Regions from separate parts of the Sus scrofa genome. Here region 1 is linked to region 2. A link is a contact called in public Hi-C data. All regions are on one chromosome and are shown on one strand. Each heading gives the region's core, a stretch centred on a gene start, on an enhancer-like site or on the middle of the called end of the contact. The rest is flanking DNA. Distances are from core to core; before and after follow the strand shown. Region 1 holds the start of USP3 (ubiquitin carboxyl-terminal hydrolase 3). Region 2 holds the start of PIF1 (ATP-dependent DNA helicase PIF1).

Evidence for each region. A called contact is a pair of places that touch in the nucleus more often than the background predicts.
Region 1: a contact with region 2 is called in a Hi-C map of liver, with 7 times the contacts expected there. The contact joins the promoter of USP3 here to the promoter of PIF1 in region 2. A contact is called at or near these places in 1 of 5 promoter capture datasets (liver) and 1 of 47 Hi-C or Micro-C datasets (liver).

Annotation. Positions count from the first base shown.
Region 1 is chr1:108,514,010-108,517,028 of Sscrofa11.1, forward strand. It overlaps USP3 (ubiquitin carboxyl-terminal hydrolase 3), which reads right to left and starts at 1,602. Exons shown (of 16, transcript XM_021094102.1): 1 at 1,189-1,602.
Region 2 is chr1:107,217,161-107,220,097 of Sscrofa11.1, forward strand. It overlaps PIF1 (ATP-dependent DNA helicase PIF1), which reads left to right and starts at 1,420. Exons shown (of 11, transcript XM_021093760.1): 1 at 1,420-1,519; 2 at 2,260-2,836. The coding sequence starts at 2,273. LOC110260912 (a long non-coding RNA gene) reads right to left here. Exons shown (of 3, transcript XR_002344495.1): 3 at 1,916-2,051.

The DNA of each region.
Region 1 (3,019 bases), core at 352-2,851, 1.3 Mb after region 2:
TTCTCCAAGGAAATATTCACCCTTTAAAAAGTAACCTGTCAAAAGTGTTAGTGCATTCTCTAAACTATCTTCCCAGCTCCGGCACACAAGGAGAAATGTCACACAGCTAAATCGTACGTAGCATTGCTATTTTCTTCCCTTTATTTATTCAAACGAATTTAAGATTTTTGAAATGCACAATTCAAATTTTACACTACAACCCAAGCTATCATTGATCCTCTCAAAGCTAATAAACAAAGACTATCAGCAGCACCAGGGCCCTACCAGGAAGTAATCAAAGCAGTGTGGCCGGTGCGATCCTAAGTCTCTAGAGCAGACAATAAGGGGGTACTGGGGCTTCGAAGGGGCCTGGCAGAAGGAGTTAAGAAGCTTAAGCAATGCAAAAGCATTACATAAACCTAATAACTGTCCTACAGCACAAAAACTCGGAAATCCCAAGGCAATTTCGGACAATCCGAAAGATATGAAAGACAACTCGAGCTACCCCTCCAAAGCAGCTGCTCGATTAGCCTTCTCAGCTTTTTAACCAGCAGCCTGTTTTCAAACTTCACCCTTTCTGGCTGATGAAAGACTCCGACCTTCGCCGCCTGAGTACTCAGCACCTCTCCGGGTCCCGGTTCCCGCCGGTCGGCGTGGGTCGGGTCGCGGGTGCATGGGGGGCCCAGGCAGGTAGCGAAGGGCCCCAGAGCGCGCCCCGCAGCCTGGACAAAGCTGCGCCCCGAGAGCAACGCTTTTGCCGTCCCGTCAAGGAGGGGACGAAACTCGGGCCCCGCCACACGTGCGGCCGCCTTGTGGGGGCCGGACACCCGCCCCCGCCGCCCCCGACCCGGGGACACGGGCCAGCGCAGCCCCCGATCACAGCAGGGCTGCGCGGGGGCGCGAGCCGCTGACCAAGGTCCCCGCTCGCTGCCGCCCCCACGCGCTCGTGGGCCCCGCGGGCTCCCGCCCCTCACGGGCCTCTCCTTTGCCGGCCGGACCGTCGGGCCCCGGGAAACAAAGGAGCTGCCGCCGCCGCTCCGCCTGCCGCCGCACCACCCGCCTCGCCGCGTACCCCTCCCCAGCCGCCGAGCCCCGCTCGCCCTCACCCCTTCCCAAGTCCGCGCGCCGGCCGCCAGCGGCCCCTAGACGGCAGGCCCCACAGAGCCGGGGCCTCGGGTGCGCTTCAGGGCCGCCTGGGGCCGCACTCACCGCTGCAGCACCAGGACGACGGGGAGCCGTTGGGGAACTTGGCTGAGTCCGGAGCGATGCAGACGCTGGAGCTGAGGTGCGGACACTCCATGGCCACCCGGAGAGCGGCGAGAAGGACGGAGGCTCCGGGACCCGGCGAGGTGGGGGGCGGAGGGACTAAGAAGGATCCGTCTGGGGTCGCTCCTCGCCGGGCGCTCGGCAGACGGCAGCTGAGTCCCGAGCCCTTGCGTCAAAGAAAGCAAAAGCTTCCGGGAGCCGGGTTTTCCCGCCCGCCGTCTCCTGAGGCCCGGCTCCGGAAAACGTGGTACTCCGGAATCCGGGTTCTGCCGCCACCCCTAGGCTGGGGGCTTCCGTCTTCCCAGGCTGGCCCCGCCCTGCCCCGGGCAGGCCCCGCCTCCAAGCCCAGCCCCGCCCCCGTCCTCTCCCGCGGGGTGGGGGTCCCCGCGCTCGCAGGCGGGTCGCCCAGGGTCTGGCTGCACTCGGAAGTGACTTTCCCAACTCTGTTGGCCGGGACTGCCGCGGCTTCCCCGCCCCTGGAAGGGTGGGGCGCTAAACCAGGGCACACAGGGCCAGTCCGCCGCTTTTACCGCGGCCGGGCGAGCGCTCACAAAGAGTGCTTCTGCGTTGTGTGTGGTGGACTGGCTACAGCGCGGTAGAAAATCTGACCACACAAAAAAAATGTGAAGAAAATAAAAACCACCTGGGCAGACAGGCTCTGTGGCCCCATTTTTACACAGGAAGACACAAGCTTAGATTAAGGGCCTAGACCCACCGGGGTGCATAGGTCCCAGAGCAGTGCTAGTTTAGTGTTCTGCTCCCTTCGGCAGGTGCGATAGTGATCGAGTTCCAGTTTTTGAACACGTGACCTTAGCCAGCCACCTGGGTGCTGAGTGGCTGGTCCCGCGTGGGCACTCATGAACCTGTGTTCAACCCCTGTCACAGTGACTCACCATCTCCGTTACTTTGAGCAGACGATCGGACATTCATACCTCACCCTCAGTGTAAATTTAAGTGAGATAGTTTTAACCTGCGTTTGCTGAGAGCGCGGTCACTGTTACCAGGTGACGAAAAGAGAAGGGACCTAACAATTGTTAAACACCCACTGCTGCCTCCTAACCAGGCACTTTACAAATAATACCTCATTTAAACCTCGCACCATCACGCCAGCAGCTGTTACCATCCCCCTTTTTACCGTTAATCCGTACTAGGATTGGCTCCCAGGCACTCTGATCTCTTTGTGGAAAAAGGATAGGGCCAGCCTCTGGGGCAGGGGTTACGCCCTAGCGAGGCTGCGATCTTTGTGGGGGCACTGCCTTGGGGATGTCTGGGGCTATTACAAACATTGCCTCAAAGTTGGGGCTCCTTGTAAAACCCGGCGAAGGAGCAACAGGGCCAGGAGGCAGGGAGGGGGAGGGGAAGGCTGATGTGGCAATCCCTCGGGCCGGGTGAGAGGAGGAAGGAAGGTCAGGAAATGATTAACCGGGCCAGGCCGGGTAGTGGTTAGAGCAGAGCACCTCCCCACAGGGCAGTCCTGCAACAGTCCAGGAGTGCCCTCTCAGTCACTTCCCACGCTTCGCCATCCCCCACACTACCCGCCACCACTTGGTTTCTGCCGCGCACTCCTCTGCCTAACGGTGTCCATTCACCTGCGGCATCTCTGTTGACCCTTCCTTACTCTCCCCCCATTCTTTCCCCCCCAGTATTTCCCATTCCTCGGTCAACACTCTTTGGTTGCCTCCCAAGTTTTGACTGCTGTTAGAGCAAGCCATCTTGAGGTTTTATGGCAGTGCCGAATTGTGGAAAGTGCGGCTGCTCAAATCCTAGCTCTGCT
Region 2 (2,937 bases), core at 170-2,669:
AGTTCACAGGCTAGGGGTCCAATTGGAGCTACAGCTGCCGGCCTCAGCCACATATACAGCAATGCGGAATCCGAGCCGCATCTGCGACCTACACCACAGCTCATGGCAATGCCCAATCCTTAACCCACAGATCGAGGCCAGGGATCCAACTCACATCCTCATGGATCCTAGTCGGGTTCATTAACCACTGAGCTACAAAGGGAACTCCCTGAATGTTCTTAAAGGTAATGAATTGTGCACTTAAAAATAGTCTAAACGGAGTTTCCACTGTGGCACAGTGGCTTAAGGATCCAGCATTGCTGCAGGTGTAGCATAGTTCACAGCTGCAGCTGGGTTTGGATCACCGGCCCAGGAACTTCCATATACAGTGGGTACAGACTCCCCCCGCAAACAAACAAACAAACAAACAAACTTCTTGGAGCCTTGGTTTCCTCACTTGAAAAATGGGGGCAATTCAATAAATGAGGGGGCTGACTCACCTGTAAGATCCCTTCCAGCTCTGTCATTCCAAGATTTAATGAGGAGAAAAAAAGATAATTAAAAATAAATTCCCAGAGTTCCCGTCGTGGCTCAGTGGTTAACGAATCTGACTAGGAACCATGAGATTGCGGGTTCGGTCCCTGGCCTTGCTCAGTGGGTTAAGGATCTGACGTTGCAGTGAGCCGTGGTGTAGGTCGCAGTTGCAGCTCGGATCCGTGTTGCTGTGGCTGTGGCATAGGCCGGCGGCTACAGCTCCGATTGGATCCCTAGCCTGGGAACCTCCACATGCTGTGGGAAGCAGCCCAAGAAATGGCAAAAAGACAAAAAAATAAAATAAAAATAAAAAATAAATAAATTCCCTGAGCAGCCAGAGCAATAAGAGGGATTACTGATTCCCTGAAAACAGAGGCTCATTCACTTCCCTTGTACTCTTGAGCATCCGGCCACAGGTCTGAGTTCTACACTGTTGGCCCTCAGCCGGATGGGAAGGACGAATACGTAAAACGACGCTTACAAGGGCAGAGGAAGTGTAGAAAGTTTCGGGGCAGACAGAGACAGCAGTAGCAACAGGCGGTGGAGGGATGTGGTTTGCCCAGAAATGAGCAAACGGTCCTATAAATGTAAACAGGAATGCGAGGGATCAAAGGCAGCTCTTCCCCAAGGCCAAGTTCAGCTGCTGTGTGAGGGCTTAAAGCGGAGGAAGGAGAGTGTGCTGGAGGCTTGAAAATAAGTCAGACACACAACACCACGCGCCGCCCGGATGCGCTCACTTCTTCCTCCCCCTACTCCTACCTGTCCGCGCGACTTGGTACGCTCCGCCAGCACAATAAGCCTCTCCCTCCGGCGTGCTATTGGTACAGCCCAGGCTCCAAGAGTAGACACCCAAAGACACGCCCGTTGCCACGCCCGCTGTCTATGATTGGCTGGAAAATTTAAAGATCCGGCCGATGATAGGGTGATTCTCTACTCCCAGGATTTGAAAGTTCCCAGTGTCCTACCTTTGCGTGCATGCCGGCTCTGTTCAGCTTGTCCGTCGCAAGTGAGTGTTCACTCGGATGCCAGAGGTGGGAGGCAGAGAACCTTCTTCTTCAAGGGGTCCCTGCCGGGAGGGTGCACACGAGTGGGTCAGACGGAGGGAGAATGGATTCCCGCACCCCAGGGTCCCTCTGCGATTTCCCTAACCAAAGATTCTCTACTCTATCCCTACCCTGAAGATGGGAAGCGCCAGGGCTTCAGAATCACACGAGCCCTGACTCCTACCACCCCTTGTGGCCTCTCTCAGCCTGTTTTCCACTTCTGTACACGGAGAAGAGTGAGACCTGCTTGGCCGCATGTAAACTAGTGAACGTACCTGGAAGACATAAGACGCTTATTAGGGAGTATGTTTCCTGTTCACCTCCTCAACGTGAAAGTCTCTGGCTTCTTAAGGACAGGACTCAGGATTCTCGTGTCCGCCTATGGGTCTCTTGGAAGCAGGCTTCTTTTCCGTTCCAGGGCTCCCTTCTGTGGCACTTGGCGGACAGCTGCGGTTCTCCAATGCTGGATGCAATTGACGCTGCCCATCCGCTGCCCTGGAAATTATTGTGTAGGGTAGTAATTTCTAAGAGAAAATCCGGTTTACTCTAGGGCCCTTTTACCATTTCCGTGACCTCTTTGTGTTACCAGTGACAGCCTCTGTGACCCTATGTGGCCTTCACCGGGCTCCCCGTCACGGCTTCTATACAACCTATGATATATTCCTTGAGTCCCCGTGACCCCTGAGCTCCGGTCTTTTTACAGACCCGCAGAGGCGATGGCAATGCTGTCGGGCACCCAGGCAGCGGCAGCAGAAAGCGAGGACGCGGAGCTACGGTGCCGCGTGGCTGTGGAAGAGCTGAGCCCGGGAGGGCAGCCGCGAAGGCGCCAGGCGCTACGCACCGCGGAGTTGAGCCTGGGTCGTAACGAGCGCCGGGAGTTGATGCTTAGGCTGAAGGCGCCGGGACCCGCGGGGCGGCCGCGCTGCTTCCCCTTGCGCGCTGCGCGCCTTTTCACGCGCTTCGCAGCGATGGGGCGCAGCACTCTAAGGCTCCCGGCCTATGGCGCTTCCCCGGCCGGCGCTGTGCAGCTGCTGCTCTCCGACTGCCCTCCAGACCGCCTGCGCCGCTTCCTGCGTACGCTGCGCCTCAAGCTGGCCGCGGCCCCGGGTCCCAGGCCAGCCTCCGCCCGCACTCAACTTCTTGGCCCAAGGCCCCGCGACTTCGTCACCATCAGCCCGGTGCAGCCCGAGGAGCTGCGGCGCGCGGCGGTCACCCGGGTCACGGACACCACGCCAGTGAAACTGCCCACGGAGCCCCGGGTGGGGGCCAAGTCCAACACCGTGAGGACAACGCCTTGGGGAGTGGGTGTGCCACTGAGATGGAAAAGACTAAAGTGGCCCACGTTTAGGAGGGAGATGGTGGTGGTATTTGAGATGGCAGG